Regions from separate parts of the Sus scrofa genome. Here region 1 is linked to region 2. The links are chromatin contacts, called in public HiChIP or PLAC-seq maps. All regions are on one chromosome and are shown on one strand. Each heading gives the region's core, a stretch centred on a gene start, on an enhancer-like site or on the middle of the called end of the contact. The rest is flanking DNA. Distances are from core to core; before and after follow the strand shown.

The links. HiChIP or PLAC-seq counts read pairs in DNA pulled down with a chosen protein or histone mark.
Region 1: a contact with region 2 is called in an H3K27ac HiChIP or PLAC-seq map of alveolar macrophages. The contact joins two enhancer-like sites. A contact is called at or near these places in 1 of 47 Hi-C or Micro-C datasets (fetal liver) and 1 of 2 datasets of contacts at active chromatin or transcription factors (alveolar macrophages).

The regions. Positions count from the first base shown.
Region 1 is chr5:90,899,150-90,904,410 of Sscrofa11.1, forward strand. No RefSeq gene overlaps it. Among named protein-coding and RNA genes, the nearest start is that of BTG1, 87 kb to the left of the region's middle. Within about 2 kb of position 3,827, at least 19 of the 83 cell types and tissues checked have an H3K27ac peak or open chromatin away from gene starts, as enhancers often do. A contact at or near this core is called in alveolar macrophages, where this site is marked.
Region 2 is chr5:90,435,495-90,440,159 of Sscrofa11.1, forward strand. LOC110260821 (a long non-coding RNA gene) reads left to right here. Exons shown (of 3, transcript XR_002344330.1): 1 at 1-2,059. Among named protein-coding and RNA genes, the nearest start is that of PLEKHG7, 120 kb to the left of the region's middle. Within about 2 kb of position 3,212, at least 20 of the 83 cell types and tissues checked have an H3K27ac peak or open chromatin away from gene starts, as enhancers often do. A contact at or near this core is called in alveolar macrophages, where this site is marked.

The sequences.
Region 1 (5,261 bases), core at 2,577-5,076, 460 kb after region 2:
ATGAGGATATGGGTTTGATCCCTGGCCTTGCTCAGTGGGTTAAGTGTCTGGCATTGCCGTGAGCTGTGGTGGAGGTCCCAGGTGTGGCTCGGATCCCGTGTTGCTGTGGCTGTGGTGTAGGCTGGCAGCTGAAGCTCTGATTTGACACCTAGCCTGGGAACCTCCACATGCCTCTGGTGCAGCCCTAAAAAGCAAAAAAAAAAAAAAAAAAAAAAAGCCGGTTCTTAATGATGGATTTGGAAGAAGACTGGAGTGAAGGCAAAATGTGCTTTTAAAAGGTAGGATGGCCGGAAAACCTACAGCATTTATGGAAGATAAAAGGAAGTGCCTACAGCAGTTACGTAAGATGGAAAGGAAAGCGAGGAGGAGAGGTGATTGGGAAAGTAAGGTGGGAGGTCACAGAAAGTAAGTTTCAAATATGATATAACATGAGAGTCAGTAGTATCCAGTACTACGGAGAGTTTGAAAAAAAAGACTGATTCAGTCATCAGGCAAAGAAGAGACCAATCACTGTCCTTATTATAAGATAATTACAGGAATTGCCTTGTGACACAGCAGGTTAAGGATCTGGCATTGTCACTGCTGCAATTCAGGTTGCTCCTGTGGCGTGGGTTCAGTTCCTGGCCCAGGAACTTCTGCATGCAGTGGGCGAGGCCACAACAAAACAAAACGACAACAAAATCAAAACCAAAAAAAGACAGTTATAGTACCAACTCCTCGGGATTTTTTGAGGATGACATGAAATATTACTTTGCAAAGAGCTTTGCCCAGAGCCTGGCTCATACTGGGCACTTGGTACATTAGTTACTATTCATATCAAATTGTTGTTTATCACTTTTTGACATTTCGGTGAGGGATGATAGCAGGGGTCCCTGTGGAGGTAGAGGCAACAGGGCAGAGAGCATGCGGATGTCAGGGTTTATAATTACAGAATTATAAAACACTGCCCAGGCCCTCGGGTCACACAGAGATGAAACTTTTATCTACTGATTCTCCTAACTCGGAAATGTCCCTCAAGGACCTTGTCGCCAGGTGCAGAGTTAACATCTGCATGAGAGGTCCACTAACTAGTACTAACTAGTATGGGCCAGGTTTGTAACTTGATCTTCAGAGTTCCCATGATGTTTCCTGAACCCAGTTTCTGTCCTGCCCCTAAATGCCATTCTGGGGAAATAAAGAGGGAGTGGGGACATTTATTTATTTATTTATTTGTCTCTTCTATGGCCACACCCGCGGCATATGGAGGTTCCCAGGCTAGGGGTCCAACTGGAGCTACAGCTGCCGGCCTATGCCAGAGTCACAGCAGCGCGGGATCCGGGCCATGTCTGTGACCTACGCCACAGCTCGTGGCAATGCTGGATTCTTAACCCTCTGAGCAAGGCCAGGGATCGGACCCGAAACCTTATGGTTCCTACTCGGATTCCCTAACCACTGAGCCACAGTGGGAACTCCAGGAGTGGGGACATTTAAAGTCTGGCCTTTATCCAAATGTGACTGAGTTGCCTGAAGCAACTGTTTAGGAGTTCGCTTGTGGCACCGCTTGTGGGTTAAGGATCCAGTGTTGTCCCTGCAGCAGCACAGGTCACTGCTATGGCGTGGGTTCGATCCCTGGTTGGGGAATTCTGCATGCAGCAGTCATGGCCAAAAATAAATAAATAAATAAAGTGACTGTTTACTTTCTATGATCAATCTGAGATAACAAGACTGGACTAAATTTTACTTTCCCCCCACCCCTGCTTGCAAGAGCACAGGGTCTCCTGAGGAAGAACAGAGGAGCTGTAGCCTAAATAAAGAGCAGTTTTGGCACAAATGTTCTCTGCATAGCTGAGTATTGCGTTTAGCAGTTTTATGACCCACTATGTGAGTACTTAACTACAATACAACGTGGAAAGTGATAAACACAGCGTACATAAGTGCTCTGGGAATTCAGAGGAATTATTTCAGCTAATTCAGGAAAGGCTTTGTGGAGTAGATAGAATTAGAATTGTTTCTCTCTCCAACATTTGATTTTGAAAAATTTAAAACAGGCAGAAAAAGGGAAGAGTTATACAGTGAATGCCCATATACCCTTCAGTGAAATTCAACGTTTAGTAATATCTTGGTATATTTGCTTTCCCCCATGTGTTAAAAATATGTACATATATACATATACATATTATATATTTTTCAGAAGCATTTGAGAGTAAGTTACAGATATCATGGCACTTGATTCTTGAATCATGTGCCTCCCTTGAGAACGAGGAACCACAACAGCATTGTAGCTAAAGAAAATGAAGAATCATGGCTGAGCTGGATTTTGGAGACAAGGTAGAGTTTGGGTTTGGAAGGACCAGTGGTAGGTCCTCTTGGGCAGAGGGCTCAGGGTGAGTCCAAGCCTAGATGTAGTGACCTATTTTCATGCCTTTATCTGACAGGAAATGTCTCCTAGACCAGAAAGCCAAAGTGATTTGCAAAAGACCACAAAGGTAGTTTGGAATGGAGCTGGGAACCAGCAGCAGCATTTCCTGCTCCCTTTTCCACTGCTCACCACCACACTCCTCTTCCTGGCACAGTGCTAAAATTAGAACACGACACTCTTGGTTCCTACACAGGGCTACCTTTAAATCAGTCTCAGTTAAAAAAGCTTTTTGGATGGCACCTTTCTGTGTGGGTTTCCAAGATGTTGCCAACCCAAATCCTGCCAGTTCTCCTGGAAGATCCAGGTTTAAACAGGTGGAGAAATAGAAATAGCAATGACTAACTTCACAAGAAATCGTGGAAAAAGCCAGAAGTAATGTCCCAGCTTCCCGGAAGAAAGCAATGCTGTCCTCTGTGCTGGCCTCAGCTCTGCGCTAACCCCCTGGCGTTGATGGCCCAGGGCACCCGGCCTCTCCTCCGCTTCTCACAGCCAAAGAGGATCCAGTAGACACAGGAAGGTGGCTGGGCTGTGAATCCAGACTCTTGAGTACTGCCCTGCCTCTGCCTCTGCCTCTGCCTCTGATGACTTGGCACAGTGGATCTCAATCAAGGGTGCCTTTGTCCCCCAGTGAATGGTTGGCTCTGGCTGGAGACATTTTTGGTTGATGCAGCGGCAGGGCTGTTGGTGGCATCTGGTTGATAATGGCCAGGGATGCTCCTAACTGTCCCACAGGGCCTAGGACAGCCCCCAACAACAAAGGATTACGTGGTCCAACATGTCAGGCGTGCTGAGGTTAAGATGCCGCCTTGGACAAGGCGGTACTTCACTCCTTCATGTGCTCACTTGGAAATGGGGGCAGCTGAGCTGGCCTGGTGGTTTTCCATCTTGATGGTACTGAAGAATCCCCTAAGATGCTTATGAAAAAAGGCAGGTTTCTGGTCTCATCTTCAGGGACGCCATGGTCGGTCCACAGGGCACACCTTGAGAAGTGCCGTTCTGGATGGTTTCTAAGATCTTTCTCTGTCCTCCGGTTTTCCATTTCTAAAGATGCAGATGAGCAGCAAATGTAGATAAGAGCTCCTGCCTGAGCACTAGGTGAATACAGTGGCGTGAAATGATGAGCCTCCTCAAAACCCTCCTCACACACGCATGTACCTCCGCTCCCACAGTCCCGCAGAGGGGTCAGTGTGTATGTGGTGAGGCTGGAGAACAGCCCATCTCTCCAGCTTGGTGGAATTTCCAGGCAGGGGGACTGCCTTTCACTTCCTCCCAGGTGCCGTGCTTTCTCCTGCCTTTGGCTCTTTCCCATTTGCTGAGCTCTGTCTGCCTCTTCCCCCTTCTACTCCAACGCATGGGCTTTGGCTAGACTTACTCATCCTTCAGGTCACAAGCTCGCCGTCACTTCCTCAGGGAAACCCCCATCACTTCCCACCATCGTTCTCATTGCACATCCTGCGGTTGCTTCTATTTAAACAGATCCGTCAGCCCTGCTAGACTGTAAGCTTTGCCACGGTTCGTTCAGCACTGTCCTTCGAAGGTGCTGCTAATTGCCAGCCCCACACAGTGCCTGACATTTTAGAAGGGCTCAGCGAATGTCTGTTGAATGATGAAATGATTGATTGACTGACTGATAGGAGGAGATAAATAAAGACGAATGGGATAGTGATTACAAACAGAGGATACGTAACTTATGAGATCCACCTTGTACGGAAACTCGGCTTGGCCTGGTTAGGGAGCAGGTGTCATTGAGTGGAGCCATGTAACGTACTCGCTCTAACTGGACCTTCTCATCTTTCCTCTGTGGTGCCACCTCATTTGTATGAAAATCTTTTATGTTTGTTTGTTTGTTTGTTTGTTTGTTTTTTAGGGCAGCACCTGCGGCATATGGAAGTTCCCGGGCTAGGGCTCAAATAGGAGCTGCAGCCGCTGGCCTACGCCACAACCACCGTAACCCGGGATCCTAGCCTTGTATGTAGCCTATACCTCAGCTCATGGCAACACCAGATCCTTAACCAATTGAGCAAGGCCAGGGATCGAACCCACATCCTCATGGATACTAGTCAGATTCATTTTTATTGTGCCACCATGGGAACGCCCTGAAAATCTTTCTTTGTTAGGAATCTCTGGTGGCTTTCCATTGCACGTGCAGTAAGGTTGGAAAACCTCAGCATGGAATATGGGCCATGAAAGGCTGGCCCCTACCTTGCCTCTTCCACCACCTCTCCATCCATCCCTGTGCACACTCTGCTTCAGTCAAAGCAAATGCTTCATCCTCTCTGAAATACACACGCAACTCCCATCCTGCCACCTAGCCAACTCTTACTCATATTTTAAGACGCAGGTTAAATGTCACCTCCCCTGCAAAGACTGTTTCAAATCCCCCAATGCTAGACAGCTCAGCATTTTGGGCTCCAATAAGGCTGTGTCTTTATGTAGCCCTTAGAGCATAAGTATTTGTTTATGTGTGTCACTCTCACTAAGAGATGAGCAGCTCTGGGTGGGGGCTATGTGTAACTTACTCATCTTTTATTTTCTATTCCAGTGCTTAGTCAAAGGGAAGTTCTATGAATCCTTGTTGAATGAAAGAAAGAAAGAAAGAAAGGGCGGGTAGAAACAAAGCCAGAATATGACAGTGGATGCAATTTCTAATTTGTTCTTTGTTTTATTTATTTATAGATTTTTTTTTTTTTTTTCCCCACAGCATAGGGAAGTTCCCAGGCTAGGGGGCTAGGGGTTGAATTGGAGCTGCAGCTGCCAGCCTGTGCCACAGCCACAGCCACGCCAGAGCTGAGCTGTGTCCACCACGACCTCCACCACAGCTCACAGCAACACTGGATCCGTAATCCACTACTGAGGCCAGGGA
Region 2 (4,665 bases), core at 1,962-4,461:
TACATGGGCTGCTGGTCTGCAGACTATTGCCTACCTGTCTGTGATAAGAAAAAGAGCTTGTGCAGAAGTAAAGCAACGATGTTCCCTGGAACGTTTTTCACTGTGCTGATTCACACACATATGTAGCGATGACTTTCTCAGTGAAAGAAGAATCGGGCAGCTTTACACTGATGTTCCGATGTCAGTTCATTATAGACCAACACTCTGAGCATTCAGCGGGCGAACCCTGAAGGATTTTCAGTGTCCCTGAGTATGTATTTGGTGGTGAAGGAGTTTCTGGGAGGAGGTTATGCTGTGATGAAATTCACTTCTCCGATGACTTCTGTGACTACAGAACAGCGCGTGGAGTGGGCAGGAGGTCCAGGTCAGTCAGGACCAGCAGTCTAGGGAGCCATGGCCATGGCCTGACCTAGATGGGAGCAGCGGAAGAGGAAGATTGGTGCACAGATCACGCTCTTTTTTGAGAAAGAATCAGTAGGATTTTCTCATGGATGCGGGATGGGGAGTTAAGAGGGCAACTTGACCTCCAGGTTTCTGCTCTGAACAGCCTTTTGAATATTCATACCATTGATTGAGACAGAAATAGTTGAGGACAAATGAGTTTGAAATTGAGGAGGTGTTGTGCCTAGACATTAATAGTAGTACATAGAATAGTGGATTGTAAAAAAAATCTAGAACCTTTATGAAATCTCCAAATTAATAAATACTAGCTAGCACAGTCCATATTTTTTTCTCATAAAGTTTTTTTTTTTTGGAGAGTGAGGAAAATAAAGATAAAAAGTTGTGTCGAGGTGTAGATATTGGGAGGGGTTAGGCTCCTTCATCAGTTGAGAGATCTTTTCATGATAAGTGATTTCACTACATGGCTAAGCCAAGTTAACAAAGCGACCGTGATCTTGAAGGGCGCTTCTGAACGACTGAAATTATGGAATTATATCCGTGAATGCCAAGGGCACGACAAGGGTGAGGACTAAGTTTCATCTTAACTGTCAACTCTGATTAATTTGTAGTGACTGCTCAGAGAACTCTTTTGGAGGCTACATCTGGATTGAATGAAAAGACTGCTGTCATCGATTTTTCAGTGAATACGTTGGAGGCAGGAGGAATGGTGGCAGAGGGCAGGCCACGTATTTGCTGACCCTCTGCATCTTTCAGGTATAGAAAATGAGTTGGAGAAAAGTCTCAGCATGGGTGGCAGTGGATATGTCATTCCCCAAACTGCAAAATGGAACAAGCACTAACCTTTGAAGGGAGCCGTCTGTGTAATCAGAACTTGGAACAGATTCCAGAAACTGGAACACAGTGTTGCTACTCTTTCTTCCTCTGACCATGATACTGGAACCAAAGCTGCCTGATAAAAACTCAGATGCCCTCTGGGATGTCGACACAGTTGGGCTCTGGGATCCATTAGGCATAAGAAAACAACCTCATGAAGACTGGGCAGGTTTTGTGGGTCTGACTGGCCTAACTGCCATGGAGTCGAACTATATGGCTGCACCTGGTGGCATGGTGGGCCCTTCCCAGTGTCTCTCATTTTATTCTAGGCACGAAGACTGTTTTGCTGTTTACTCATTTTACTTTAATTTGGCTTTATCGTCTCTTCTCCCGTATCTGAACTTTTCCCAGCACGTGGAGGCCTTTTGCTTTCCTACCCAAAAGAAGATTCTGTTAACTGTGTGAAGTATTTTGGGTTGCCAAGGAAACAGAAGACTAGTCTGGACTCATCAGAGAGTGGCAACATTTTGACGGACCATGGGGAAGGGTGCTGCCAAGCTCTGCTCAGGTAGCGGAGATGGAAAGGCTGAGGTGTGGTGGTAGGGATGCTCACCCAGGGATTCTGCCATGCCCTCATGAATAATAACCATCATCATTATGAACGTGGTGAAGCAGAAGGGGAATAATGAGTTGAGGAAGTTGATAGAAAAAGTCACATCAGTTTTATGGCCAGAAGACGTGGTGGACAACTTCATTTTCTAGTGGAGAGAGATGGTGATTTTTATAACTTAGAAGTGTTTGTCAAGGAACTGCAGAATCCACAGCTGAACAAGAGGAAAAACAGGTCAGATTCAAAGAATGGCTGTGAATTTACCCTGAGATGTTTGCTAGGAGTGTGAAAACGAATTGAGATAGCAAGTGAATGCCTGCTTATTTGTTAATATGTGGGTAGACTCATGGAAAGAGTTGGAAATGTTTGAGGTCATCCAGCCTAGGTGTTTTCAAACACTTTATTCTTTAAAATAGCACAAGTTAAAAAATAAACTTTTTTTTTTTTTTTTTTTTTTTTTTTTTTGTTCAACTTCAGTGTAAAACAGGGAAAAGCAAAAGTGGTTGTGTCGGAAGAGGAAGTGGGGAGTTGAGAGCAGGACCCTCGTGGGTTTGTGTCTCTCTCCACCCACCTGGTTTTTCCATGAGACACCACTGTGCTAAGGACTCGGTTAGAAAACCTCCTCATTTCATAAACAGGGGGTAGGATGACTTACCTAGAATCGTTCAGTTAGGTACGAGGTACACCCGCTCCCTGGGCACTGATGTTTCCCTTACGTCAGACGTGGAGTCTCAGTGGTGATCCCCGTTTCCCGAGCCGCCTCTAACCCTTCCTACTTGTCATGTCAGCAGGGTTCTATTTCTCATATTCTTCTTTCCCTATTACTTAATAGACTTCATCCCCGTCACTGCAGTTCTCATAACAAAACTTAAACAAAAACATATTTGGCTCCATATATCCATGAGTCGAAGTAGGAAGATGGGCTCTGACTTCCTCAGCAGCTGCTGCTCTCAGACGTCCCTTGTGACCAGGGCCCCCCTCCCCAGTTCCATGACCAATACGTAGTGGGAGGGGGGCAGGGAGGTGGAATCTGTGTTGTCATCTAGTATTGTACTCCCCTGCCATGTGACAGAGTAGAGTAATGAGAAACTCTCTGCAGGTCTTGGGTTTTTGAATGCTGCTGTCTTTCTCAGAACTGACATTGTCTCTGGCCTCTGATAAATGATACATTCTCATATCCTGTTTTGTGAGATTTTTTAATCTTGTGTAGCTAATAAGCAGACTCTTACAAAGCATGATAGCATCTATCACCTGAATAAAAGAAGTGGCAATTGTATATGCATTTCTAGGGATCGTCGATTTTTTACACTCAGGGAATTTCTCGTTATTTTTTGCTATTGTAATGAGGAAGTTGCTGCCAGGAGTGGTGAAGAGCTGTGTCAGTGAGTCAGCAAGTTGGCGGCGTGAACTCAGTCCTCCTTGCTCAAGACCCATTGTTCCTACCACCCTGTTTGGTTTGATCGAAAAAACATGCACTTGCTTCCTCTAGTGCAAAATATCCGTGAGAATGAGAGAGAGAGATTTTCCTGTTTCTTGGAGGGGAAGGGTAGGAATAAAGACCCTCATTTATAGGAGATTGGCTTTTTTAAATGGCTTGCCAGCACCTTTAGTCTTTGTTTGGTCTGAGAGGGTAGGTACTGTTTCCTCCTAGGAGTTTAGGCATTTTATCAGTAGATCTGGTTGCAGTTTTTACATTAATGAATGCATCCTTTATCTTTTACATGGAATAAGATTCAGTTTGGTCCATTGGTTCAAATACTATTAAGGTTATAGGTTGGAACTCCTTTGAGCTAATTCGTGAAAACCAGACCCATGGCCACTGATTTCACCATCAAATACGGGCAGCCGTCATGCTCATTGGGACGATAGGTCTCTGCAAATCTAATCATCTGTCTTGGGGAGATGAAGTAACCTATATATGACAGTGATGAGAGGGGGAGCCTTCACTGTATTAGCTTCATCTTCAAAGAGTAGATTGTTGTTATTTTTCCTATCTTTGTAAGCAGTCTGTTAGAGGTTAGGAGTTTGGCCTCTGGAGCTGGACTGCCTGGGTCTGAATCCCAGGCCTGCTTTTTATTGGCCGTATGACCTTCATTGAGTTAGGCAACCTCACGATGCCCATTTTTTTGCATTTGTAGGGTAGGTTAATACGAGTAACCACCACAGGGTGTTCTGAAGATTAAACAAATAAATACATACAGCTGCTGAAATAGTCTGGCATAGAGTTAGTGCTTAATAAATATTACCTATTATTCTCTAAACTCAGATACACATCAAACTTCTAATTGTTTCAAACTGTGACATGATAAGTGTTGTTTGAAGCAGTTACATTTTTTTTTTTTTTGTCTTTTTTGGGGCCATACCTGCGGCATATGGAGGTTCCCAGGCTAGGGGTCCAGTTGGAGCTGTGGCTGCCAGCTTATGCCAGAGCCACAGCAACGCAGGATCCGAGCTGTGTCTGCAACATACACCACAGCTCATGGCAACGCTGGATCCTTGACCCACTGAGCAAGGCCAGGGATCAAACCCATGTCCTCATGGATGCTAGTTGGGTTTGTTAACCCCTGAGCCACAGCAGGAACTTCCAGAAGCAGTTACATTTTGGAATGATTTGTTACACAGTCAGAGATAACCAGTTTACACACTAACCATAATTAAGAGTCATCACTGATATTGGAGATAGTCTAGGTAGGGCATATCTCTTTTTTTGGTCTTTCTGTCTTTTCTAGGGCTGCACCTGCAGCATATGGAGGTTCCCAGGCTAGGGGTCTAATTGGAGCTGTAGCCACTGGCCTACGCCACAGCCACAGAGCAACACCAGATCCAAGCTGCATCTGCAA